Regions from separate parts of the Mus musculus genome. Here region 1 is linked to region 2. A link is a contact called in public HiChIP or PLAC-seq data. All regions are on one chromosome and are shown on one strand. The core of a region is the stretch at or near the end of the contact, and the rest is flanking DNA. Distances in the headings are between cores, read along the strand shown. Region 1 has its middle 28 kb from the start of 1700029M03Rik. Region 2 has its middle 120 kb from the start of Gm26685.

The links. HiChIP or PLAC-seq counts read pairs in DNA pulled down with a chosen protein or histone mark.
Region 1: a contact with region 2 is called in a FOXA1 HiChIP or PLAC-seq map of pancreatic cancer cells. The contact joins two enhancer-like sites. A contact is called at or near these places in 3 of 115 datasets of contacts at active chromatin or transcription factors (extraembryonic endoderm stem cells, fibro-adipogenic progenitors and pancreatic cancer cells) and 1 of 9 other capture datasets (embryonic stem cells).

What each region holds. Positions count from the first base shown.
Region 1 is chr1:164,985,779-164,992,300 of GRCm38.p6, forward strand. No RefSeq gene overlaps it. Among named protein-coding and RNA genes, the nearest start is that of 1700029M03Rik, 28 kb to the left of the region's middle. Within about 2 kb of position 2,598, at least 46 of the 459 cell types and tissues checked have an H3K27ac peak or open chromatin away from gene starts, as enhancers often do. A contact at or near this core is called in pancreatic cancer cells, where this site is marked.
Region 2 is chr1:164,619,917-164,625,823 of GRCm38.p6, forward strand. No RefSeq gene overlaps it. Among named protein-coding and RNA genes, the nearest start is that of Gm26685, 120 kb to the left of the region's middle. Within about 2 kb of position 2,710, at least 26 of the 459 cell types and tissues checked have an H3K27ac peak or open chromatin away from gene starts, as enhancers often do. A contact at or near this core is called in pancreatic cancer cells, where this site is marked.

The DNA of each region.
Region 1 (6,522 bases), core at 1,348-3,847, 370 kb after region 2:
AAATGAAACCGAAAGGAAAGGAATAATCTAATCGCCGTGAAAACAATGAAAAGGGCGTCTAACTCTGGAGAAATTTCAAGACTGTACGTACCTTGCAGAGCTGTAAAGTGTCCCGTAGTTCTGAACCCGCCCCGTGAAACGGGGGTCTCCTATCAGCGCCTAGTGATGATAAATTCCCGGGTTTCTCAGCGCCACTTCTTGCCTGAGCTAGTATCTCGCCGGCAAGAATTCACTCGGACAACCGGATCCTTCTACGGCAAAGCTTTTATTGCTTCAACATAAGGAAGACCCCAAACCTGGAAAATGGTGCTGCTTAGATAGCCCGCAGCGTGACGTTTCAGCACCTGATGTGGCGTGACAGCACAGCACCTGATTAGTTGCTCACCCATCACCCCATTACTACGCCCCGATATGGGCAGTGACTGGGTGTGGATTTACTCTTGCACTTGCGCATAAGACTTGTTTACTAGTTAGGCGCAGTGGAAGCCAGCGCCATCTTATAATGGCGATTGCTCACGGCACGGCTCTCCACATCTATAAAGGCATTTTCAGAGAGATTTAGCTGAAGAAGGAAGACCTACAATGAGTGTCGGCAGCAGCATCCCATTGGCTGGAATTTCAGTTGAAGAAATAAGAAGATACAAGTGGGGCACCCTCATCCATCCCTCTCAGCTTCCTGACTGAGGACTCAGTGTCACCAATCACCTCCCTCCATTGCTGCCATGCTTTCCCTGTCACGATGGACTCTGTCCCTCTTGACTGTGAGCCAAAATACACTCCTCATTTCTTAAGGTATTTTGGTCCAATCCTTTATCACAGCAAGAAGAAAGAAAACTAATTCAATCTGGAATCCAAGAGGAATGAATGATCCCTAATACACCTCACAATCAACTTCGTGGTTTCTGGGCTGCCAGTTTTAGCCTAATTGGCTCTTAGTGGGAACTTGGAATAGATCATTTGGCATTGCCCAGGGGAAGGGCTTAGAAAGACACATATTAGTGCTGCGTGCAATGTCTTCCTCTGGAGTAACCTTACACTGCAAAACAAGATCAAACACCACTCACCTCTTCACAAATCTAAATATGGTCATGGCTTCTCTGGGGACTAGTTGACTGGAGTGGAGAAGTTTCTAATCATAAATGACTCACGGGCCTCACAGGCTATGTCTAGTTCACCCTACTCACATACTCAGTACATCATTTCTGTTTTATAGGAAATTCTTATGTATGGATTACTTTTCACACAGACTAGTTTTATTTCCTCAGACTAAACACCAGGGCCTTCAGAATGGAGATTAAGTATCACTAATGCAATGTTCCAAATAATGAAGTTTCAAGTCAGATTAAATGACTGGAATTGGCTCTCTAATGCTTAGAACTCGCAGGGAGCTAGGAAACAAGAGAGGCAAGGTAACAGTAAGGACATGCACCCAGGCTTCCAGCTTTGGTACAGAATGAGTCGCAACACTCGTCTGACTGCCTGGCAAGCCTTAGGCAAAGATGTACAAGCTTAAGCTAATAGAACCTTTAACTTCGCTGCCTCAATTTACTCCATTTCAATTTACTGAAACAAATATGATCCAAGTCGAGAAGCACCACAACCAGGACTTCCAGCTCTGACCAAGACACAAAAACCTTCCTCTGAACTCAAGTTGACCTTTTTCTTGAGCCAAAAACACTGAGTGGAAACAAACATTAAAAAACAAAACAAAACAAAACAAAAAACAAACAACCCTGCAGCTTTATGGCTGGAAAGAATCTAAGCTAATCTCACCAATCCTTTTGCTTTACAGATTAGGGAACTGAGGTAAAGACTTCTTATTAGATGAAGTGCCCAGAGTTTTAGTCTAGTAAAGACAGAATCAGTGCTACTTGCCAGGTCTCTGGATTCAAGACTAAAGACTTGAATTAGATCCACAAACTTACACCCCAGCAATACTGCCATGCCAAGGACTCTCCACAATGCCAAACAACACATTTAACAAAATACTGCGTTTCAAATGAAACGGTTTCCTCAGGTCAGAAGAGAATCCCTTTGCCTGTCCCCATCAGTTCTGAAGCACTAGCCGGCTAACACCTATGAATATTTCTTCAGCATGCTCTAGAACACCATCATTTCATCCGGTCCTTCTCTTAATCTGATGAAGTGGGTACCATAGCTACCCACACTTTACTGAAAAGGAATCTCTGATGTCAAAATATAATTGGCCCTTGTTCTTACAGCAAGAGGTCTATGGTAAAAAAAAATACAGATATAGGCCACCTACCTTCCTGACCCAGCACTTAGTCATTATTATGCTGACAAAAGACTAACAAGAATATAATCCAAATTTAACCACAATGAGTAAGACTGAGCTCTGATCTCAATTTACTTTGTCCTCTGGGCTACTCAACATCTAAAATTCCAGTTCTCTAACCTATATCTGTCACCATAGGAGAAGATTCTACAGTCTCCTCCACTAGCTATCCTCTAAAGCCACCAAGCCAAGATTCTGCTGAGGCTGGGAAATCCTAGCATGTTGAAACCTCGGTCACCATGTGCTTCTCTGTGGCACCTGCTTGGGATCCAGGGCACATCAAGTCTCTAGAATGAAATTAGCATTTGCTCTCCTCCCACGCTCTGTTCTGCTAAATTATGCAAATGAGGGCTTTAGGACGTGTGAACAATCCTAAATGTTCTCTTAGGAAAGGGGAGGGAGGAACACAAACCACAAATCAGGCCTGTGTAGGCCTCAGGATTAAACATACAAAGGAAATGGTATATGTGTATTCCTTGGTTTAAAGCATGTTGGTTTATTTTTGTCTGTTATGGGTAGGATTATAAAAATGCTGTGTGTGTCTAATGGTACTAGGAGCCCCTTTTGTATCCAGTAATATAACAGCCCTTCTGAGGATCTCTGGTTCTGCCTTATGTCTCAGAAAAAGCAAGACCCCCTGTGGCCAGGAAATTAGTCTATATTTTCCAATAATCTCCCGTGTGTATTAACATGTTTGTATATTAACACATACCTGTGTGTTAAAATGCATGTGTTAATATACATCAACTCTCTATGATCCGAGATCTGTTAGTCTCTAATTAAAAGATGATGTTTCTACTGCTGAGATCAACTTCTTTCGAGAACAGGGGAAGAAAGGCTCTAGAAGGAGGGATACAAAAGGGGACCCAGGGAGTGCTTTGGTAATGATTCTGTGTTGTCTGTGATGTTCTCCAGTGTAGGCTGAAGAACTTGGGATAAGCAGAAGCAGATAGAGTGATAGAGCAAGAGGAAAAATGGGTGTGCAGTCTAAGTGGCATGGTTCTTCCCATAACCAGCCCCATAGAGCCTCATGCCAGCCCTGTGAGGAAGGTCCTTTAAGGGCTGCCTGGAATGATCTTGCAGGATGTGCCAGCTGAGGGAGCCAACAAGAGAGTCAAATCAAACCCACATTCAGTTTGCCAAGCTACAGTCGCACAGGCCAAAAGTATTGAGTTTCCAGCTCATACAAAAGTGTTATGTGAGCTGAAGTCTGCATATCATTGTCTCATTTACTGACAGAAAACTAAGACTGTAGATAGTGAGCCATTGGCCCAGGGTCACTGCAGTGCATTTTTTAGCAACAAATGAAAATCTATCTGCTCCCCATTTTGTTCCTTCTGCAAGATCGTCTTCATGTTTGATGAAATGGGAGAAAAAGACCATCAAGGAAACTCAAATCCAATGCATTGAACATCACCGGAAGTGCCTAGTGAAGTGTCTCTGAAATAAACAGAAAGTTCTGGAACAACACTAATTACAAGAAAGCACAATGACAGGCAGACACATACATTCCCCTTTATAGTCATAGAGTAACATTAATCAGCCATGTAACAGTGAAAGATCTTGTCTTCAGCAAAGACTGGAAAAAGAGCTTGTGACTGACAGCCCTAACAGTCAGGTGAAGAACTGAAAATCAAGCAGCACACAGTGGAGTCAAATGAGTTGTTTATGTTAAAGAGGAACGGGGAAACTCCACAGAGACACCCTGGGACTTGAACTTGGCCTTTAGAGTTTTAAATATATGTATATGTATGTGTGTGTGTATATATATATCTGTAGCATTTCTTTAAGAAGTTGTAAAACCCAGAGAAGTAAAACTTGAGCGTAGGCTCTGAGAGCCATCACTGTGCTGAGCAGTACCCTGAGCCATGAGCTGGGGAGAGATGACTGTGCCTCACCTTGGTCTGTGCTGGGCTTTCCAGCTGAAAAGACCCAGGCCACTACACCCCCTCCCTGGCCTGCTACCACCCCCAGCCAAATCTCTCTGCTGCTGAAGGTGTCATGTACATGACAAACAGAAAGGAAAATAGCTAGTAAAAATGCAGTAAGACTTAACAGATTGGGCTTTCCAGGCACTGGGGCACTCTGTCTTTTGTTGTTTGTGTGTTCTGTTGTTCGTTTGTGATCAGGGTATTTCTGTGTAGCCCTGAGCGTCCTGCAACTCATCCTGTAGACCAGGAAGGCCTCAGAGATCCACCTGCCTCTGCCTTCAGGGTGCTAGGATTAAAGGTGTGCTCACTATGCTGGCTTCAGCAGTACACCAAATTGGTCTGGGAGCAAGTGGGTGGAAAATGCCAGCTCTTCCTCTGAAGTGACTTAGACATAGCAGTGGTGCTGTGGTAAGGAGCTGGGGCCAGTTCTCTGCTGGGTACATTTGAGAAAGTGATTTCTGGTGGAGTTACTGTCTGGGTGATAATAACCAGATGGCACACCCAAAGTCAACAATGGGGCTCACGGGGACTGTAGCAAGCCTTGGGATGACCTCTCTTATCCTGCTCTATGTGAAAGGGAGAATGAGAATCGAGCATGCTACAATGCATACTCATTCTGTCCTTCTGGAACCATGTTCAGGAGGGATTTGCTCACCCTGCTTAAAAGACAGTAAATGGAGGCCCAGGCCACTCCTACTCCACTGAGATCACAAGAACCCTAAGGAACAAAGCCAGAAGTTTAACCCAACTTTTAAAGTTGATGTTCATTCCATTTAATGAGACAGCTTAGTGAGTTGATAAAGAACACAGAGACAGGGATCTGGCTGCTAGGATTTGAGGCCTGGTCTTGTTGGCTAGGAGACTCTGAGAAGCTTTTTAAACAAATCCTTACCTTCAATTCTTTAAATGTCATGTACAATAAAATAGTTAGGATCGTGTGTGTTGCTCAAGAGACCCACATAGTTGTGCCTGACATATAGAAAGTGTTATATAAGAACAATGTTAGAACCTCTGGTGGAATCACCATGCCTGAACTACAGAGCAATTGTGATAAAAACTACATGGTACTGGTATAGCGACAGACAAGTAGACCAATGGAATAGAATTGAAGACCCAGAAATAAACCCACACACCTATGGTCACTGGATCTTTGACAAGGGAGCTAAAACCATCCAGTGGAAAAAAGACAGCATTTTCAACAAATGGTGCTGGCACAACTGGCTGTTATCATGTAGAAGAATGTGAATTGATCCATTCCTATCTCCTTGTACTAAGGTCAAATCTAAGTGGATCAAGGAACTCCAATAAAACCAGAGACAGTGAAACTTATAGAGGAGAAAGTGGGGAAAAGCCTCGAAGATATGGGCACAGGGGAAAAATTCCTGAATAGAACAACAATGGCTTGTGCTGTAAGATCAAGAATCGACAAATGAGACCTCATAAAATTGCAAAGTTTCTATAAGGCAAAAGACACCATCAATAAGCCAAAAAGGCCACCAACAAATTGGGAAAGGATCTTTACCTATCCTAAATCAGATAGGGGACTAATATGCAATATATATAAAGAACTCAAGAAGGTGGACTCCAGAAAATCAAATAACCCCATTAAAAATGGGGCTCAGAGCTAAACAAAGAATTCTCACCTGAGGAATACTGAATGGCAGAGAAGCACCTCCCAAGTGCTGAGATTAAAGGTGTGTGCCACCACGCCTGGCTAAAAGAAGATTTAAAAAAAAAAATCTGAAAACTGAGAAAGAAGGGAATAGGAAGGTTTGGGGCTGGAGAGATGATCAGTCAGTGATGTACTGGCCATGCAAGCATGAGAACCACAGTTGGAGCCTCATCACCCAAAATGTCCTGGATGGTTTTTATTGTCAACTTGATGCAATTTAGAGTCATCTGGAAAGAATAATTTTGTTGAATAATTGTCTCAATCAAACTGACCTGTAGGGGTGTTTATGAGGTGTTTTCTCAATTGCTAATAGTTATAGCACATATATATGCACAGCCCACCATGGGTGGTATCAAACCCTAGGCAGGCGATGCTAGGCTGTATAAGAAAGGTACCTGAGCATAAGACTAAGCAGTGCTTTTCCATGGTTCCTGCTTCAGGTCTATGACCTGGATGTAGAAGCCAAAATAAAAACTTTTCTGTCCTAAATTCCTTTTGGTCAGGTTTTTGTCACAGCAACAGAAAGGAAACTGGAATAGTATTTTTAAAAAATGAACAAACAAACAAACAAAACCAGGATGTGGTAGCATGCACCATTAATCCCAACACTGGGAAGGCAGAGG
Region 2 (5,907 bases), core at 1,460-3,959:
TGCTACATTTCTGTCAACACCTCTGACCTCTTTTCTTGGCAGGTCTATTTAATTACCTAAAACCCACCACAATGGTTGGTTTGGTACTTTCCTTGATTATCTAAAACCACTCGCAAGTCACCATGTTCAAGAGTGGCATGCATTTGATCAAACTGCTCCTTCCTTAAGGCTTCCCCTATATTTCTAAATGCTAATCATTTTCCAATCACCTTCTCTAGTTTGGGTCAGAAATTGGACATACCCCTTCACTATTCTACTTCATTTTAATACCATTACTGATCTTCTTGTCTCATTTTTCTAAGACTTACCATTTCTTACATTTTCCTAAGCCATTATTTCTGATCCAAATAACTGCATTAATCTCTTAACTGCTCCTAATGCTTCCAGTGGTGCTGAGTCATAGGAGAGCATCATTCATAGCATGTCACTCATTCGCTCAAAACAGTTTACCAGCTCCAGCTGCTGTCTCCTAGTCTTCAAAAAAAAAAAAAAAAAAAAAAAAAAAAAGCCAAAAATCCTCTCTGAGATTGTTACTACAGTGGCTAGGGTTAGATCCTGGGTTCTGGCAGCTCTAACAAGCCAAGCCTAGCCATCTACACAATTAATAACAAAGAAAGAAAAACAACATTTGTTTTTCAATGTGACCACATTAGGAAGAGCACGAAAGAATTCCATTGACAACTGTCTGTCACTCACAAGACATTTTGGGGGCTTTGATGTGAGGTTTAGGTTTAAGTAGAGGCCAACAAGATTCACCTAACTAAGCAGACTTGTTCAAGGTGTGGCCCCGTGCATTACCATGGTCTCAGAAACATCTTTCCTGCAAGGTGGTCTATTTTTAGGACAGTGAGAATCTCTTTCCAGGAGACAAGTTCTCATTCTGCCTGGCACCAGGGCCTTCTCCTTTTCCTTCCTAAGAGACCTCTGGGGAAATTCCAACAGCCTGGTAACCAAAATAGGAGTTGGGGGAGGGGCGGGATGAAAAGTCTTTCTTTAGAATGTCTCCATTCCTGCCTTGCTAACCAGGTGGTTATGTTCCCTTGTAAGCTTTTTGATCAAATGACAGACCAAACCTCCACACTGTACCTTTTCTCCATGTGACCTAGCTGTGCTGACCATATTGCTTGGAAATGGCAGATGGTTTCCTGCATTGAGGACCATATTTCATGTACGTCCACTGTGAAAGATACTCTGGTCCCAGACAGAATCAGTTCCAGCTCACTTTACTAACACAAGAACTGAAAAAAAGACACAGAAGAGAGGACAGGATAAAATTACTACATATTGCTCCATTTATCTACTTCTCTGTTCCATTCCTTGTTCTTCACTTGCAGATGTGTGCACCACTAAGAGTTCCAGCATGGTTGTGTCCTTCCAGTGTAAGTGATCTGGCTATGTTTCACTGAGCGTGGTAACGTGGACCTCTGCCTTGCGGTAAAGACACAGTGTTAATGAAGCATGAGCACAGGAGGCTTGCGCCTCACACAGAACAGATTGAATCACCCAGGAATGCTTGCTATAGTTCTGGAATTTTCCTTTCTCATCTCAGTAAGTGTGGTGGTTTGAATAAGAATGGTCCCCATAGGTCATATATTTCTATGCTTAGTCACTAGGGAGTTGCAATATTTGAGAAGGATTAGTAGGCGGGACCTTGTTGAGGTAGGTGTGGCTTTGTTGGAGGAAGTATGTCACTCTGGGCAGGCTTTGAGGTTTCAAACACCCAGGCCAGACCCAGCCTTTCCCTCCTTCTACCCCATCCTCTCTCTCTGCAGATCAGAACGTAGTTCTCCAGCATCACGTCTGCCTACATGCCACCATGCTCCCTGCCATGGTGATAATTAACTAATCCTCTGAAGGTGTAAGCAAGCCACCAATTAAATGCTTTCTCTTTTGAGAGTTGCTGTGGTCTTGGTGTCTCTTTACAGCAATATAACAGTGACCAAGGGAGTGAGTTACTTGATGTATGGGCATAGTTGGCATTAGAGAAAACCGAGGAACATGTTATAACTGACACAATATATTTGTCAGCACTGTAGGAAACATGACCATTGTGCACACAGTCTTGGTGCCAATACTGATATATCATAGAAATTGGAAAGGCAGGGAGGCAGTTTTAGTGCCTGCCAATCTCCAACCCTTCTCTTTGCAATGTTACCTGCAACTCCCTGCACCTCTCTGGTATTCTTTTCCCTGTGGGCTATGATACCATGGTTAACAGCAAACTCTTGGGTTGAGTCCATCTACACAACAGTTTCGTATATGGCTTAGACAGGTTCTTTTTTTTTTTTTAAATCTTATTTTCAAAGAAAAACCTTTTCAAGATGGAGAAGGTTGAGTCTGAAGGTGAAGTTTCAGGTACTCTGAAACAGATTTCATTTTCAGTGCCACTCAAATCACATCACGCATATAAAAATCTTTGCATCGTATCTGAGTTAGGAGGGTTACACCCAAGAGCTAAGAGCAGAGCCTTACTGGGCAATTATGGACATGCATTTAGTGGTAAAGTGTCAGTGTCTTGGATGTTTGAGGAAAAGACTCAATTACTACTTTCTTGGGAACACAGAGATTATTTTTGGCTTTCGACTAAGTAGAGGAAGATTTCTGAAGGCCCCCAGCAGCTAATCTGATCACCTGTGGTTCTGAGCACATTGTTATGACACACTAGTTACATTTGGTTTGTAAGGTACTTACATAGGGAAGTCTGTTATGTGGCTGACCTCATGCCTTGTGGTTAGTGATTCACCACCCTACACCATCATCACTCCTATCCTTAGGAGAAAAGACAGGCTGAGAAGGAAGTAGACTTGACTTAACTTATTCCTAATAAGTATCACTTAAACCGTTTAATGGATTCATTAAAGTATCGATGTCAAACAAACAAACAATAAAGCTTAGAACATATTAATTACAACTGTGCTGAAACAGATGATATTTAAGAATTCAAGCCAGTGTTTACTCACGTACTTTGGGAAACAAAACAAATGGATGGATTTTCATGTCTTTTAAAAATTTTTATTTATTTTTATTTCTTATATCAGGAATAGAAAGAGAAAATCAATTCAAAAACTGGTACTGTATGAGACAGAGTGCCTGGAATTGTGTTTAAAAGATCATGTAGTATGGGGACATCATCCTAGGTCTATTCACTTCAATTTTCTTCATAACATATCACTACTGACAGTTCACATTTTCCTGTTCAACATTATCATACAAGATGAGTAAGAGTATGGGTCTCTTCCAACATGACTAATGGGCCACAGAGCAGGACCAGCCCTAAAAGGTTTGCTTCGTCCACATGTACAGTATTTAAACGACAAGTATCTCGATGCTCTCCTAGTATCATGTATACTTTACATATACGTATATATGTATATATACATGATACATACATCCATATACATGCATATACATGTTGTACATATATACATATGCATTTATATACACAGTATATATGTATAGTATATACACAAATGTATAAGTATATATATATATATATATATATATATATATATATATATATACACAGATACAGATGTATGTATACAATGTATAAATATACTACACATGTGTATACTATATGTATACATGTATGTGCATGTAGGAGGAGAAATTCCACACATAGAGATGACTGTCCTTCATGCTCTCAATACTCTGGTTGGTGGCTCCTGGGTGGTAGAAACAGAAATTTGTCTAGATCAGAAAAGGCCTAGAGTTTACCAACTCAGGCTCACAGCTTCTATTTTACCAAGTCCAATTCTAGAATAACTTTCTCTGAAGCCGATGCATTTTGTGTGCTGCACTGGCTAATATCTTCATTATTTTTCCCTGTTGTAGTTTCCCCATGACTACAAACCTTGCATTTCATAATAAGCCTGGAATTTCCTAGTGTGCTCCCTGGAGCCATGGGAGGTTTGCCTGGGGCTGCCAGGGACGATGAAGATTACGCCGGTTACATAGAGAAGTAGATTAAAGCCATCCATCCCTACTTTTAACCAGAGAAATTATTTTTTTTACATATTTTATGTACTGTCTGTTTCTTAAATAATGATAAAAACATGAATGTCATTAATCTTTGGTATCATTATTTGGCTAAGAAAAATCCCAGATACTACAATGGAATTTTGAACATTTGGGTGTTGTGATAGGCACTTCAAATTTTAATGTTCAACTCACAGTATTTGGCCCTTGTGCATTATAATACAATTAATTATGTAATATTACTTTACAAATAAAGAAAGATAATAGCATGCCTTTGCTTAGTTCTCCTGTAATCTCAAAGGGTGATCTGTACCAAGAAAAACATCAGAATGCATCTATGCTCTTTCCTAGACTTTAAAAATAAGTACAGCTTGTAGAATAATATAGGTTGTAACATGGAAGCTTTAAACTAGCTATATTAATTTGCTTTCTGTTTCTGTGATAATTACCATGACCAAAAGTAATTTGGGAAGGAAGTAAGGATGGCACTGCCCACCTTAGGCTGGGTCCAACTATATCAATCATCAATGAAGAAAATACCTACAGACACACTCATAGGCTAGGTTATTCAAGCAATCCCTTAATTAAGACCCTCTCATATAGCTCTGAGCTGTGGCAAGTTGAAAGCTGAAGTGAACTAGAAACTAGAGAAACAGGCTTTGTGTAACACTTGTTCACAATGATGGCTTTTAGTTATGATTAAAGTCCTGAGCCTGAGTCATTGAAGCTGTATGCCCAGCTGAAGTCTGTCTTTTATCAATGTAGCAAAAACCAAACAAACAAAAAAAACTGCAGTCGAGGTAATGTATTAAGAAAAGAATATTTTTTTGGAGGAAGAGTTTTGGAGTCTGAAAACACAAAATTGGGTAACTCCATTTATTTAGGTTCCAATGAGGGACTCATGGCAGATAGTAACAGGGAAGGGATATGGTCACAAGAGAGAGCCCACATGTCAAGGCAAGAAGCCAAAGAAAATGGGGATCAGTCAGTCTTGCTCTTTAGGAATAATGGGATTATGCTTCTAATGGGACCTTTAGGACCATAACATTTCCTTCCGAGGTCAGCACTGACAGCAACTTCCCCTTAGGCAACTTCTCCATCTTAAAATTCTCATCACCTTTTATCACATCAGCAACCAGGATTCCAGTGCACAAACCTACGAGGGACACTTTTAAACCACATCTAAATTATAGCAAGGTCCCTACCATTTTGATTAAGCATTCTTCTTTGCAACTTGTGCTATGGACTCTATAAAAGCTATTTCCTGCCTGGTCCTAAAGAGATAAAGTGGATGTCTTTTCTTAATTTGTCAGTCCAATAATACACCTTTCTTTCATTCAATAGCCCTGATTTGTTTCTATCAAAGAAATGCTGTTATCTAAACTGTTAACAGTGTGAATTGATTCTACTGTTTCTGGAATTTTCAATATTTGACTTTAGACATCATGGTTGGTCAATGGGGATGATTTTAGCTGTGACTTACTACAATGGGGATATGGAACCTGAAGAGGCCACCTCCTGACACCAGGCAGGAACCCTAGTGGAGAAATAGAGACAATAACCTACCCACAAAACCAAACATTTATTCTGTCTCCAAGAAATGCAGGCACAGATGATAGAGCAGAGTCTGAGGGAATGACCAACCAATAAGGGCCCAACTTGAGACCCATCCCATGTGCAAACACCAATCTCTAACACTATTAATGATACTCTGTTATGCTTGAACGCAGGAGCATGCTGTCCTTTGAGAGGCTCTATCCAGTAGCTGACTCAGACAGAAGTAGACACCTACAACCAAACAGTAGATGGAACTTGGGAACTCTTAAGGAAGAATAGGAGGAAGGATTTTGGGGACCGGGAGGGAATAGGAACTCTACGGGAAGACCAACAGAGTCAACCAACCTGGACCCTTGGGGCTCTCAGAGTCTA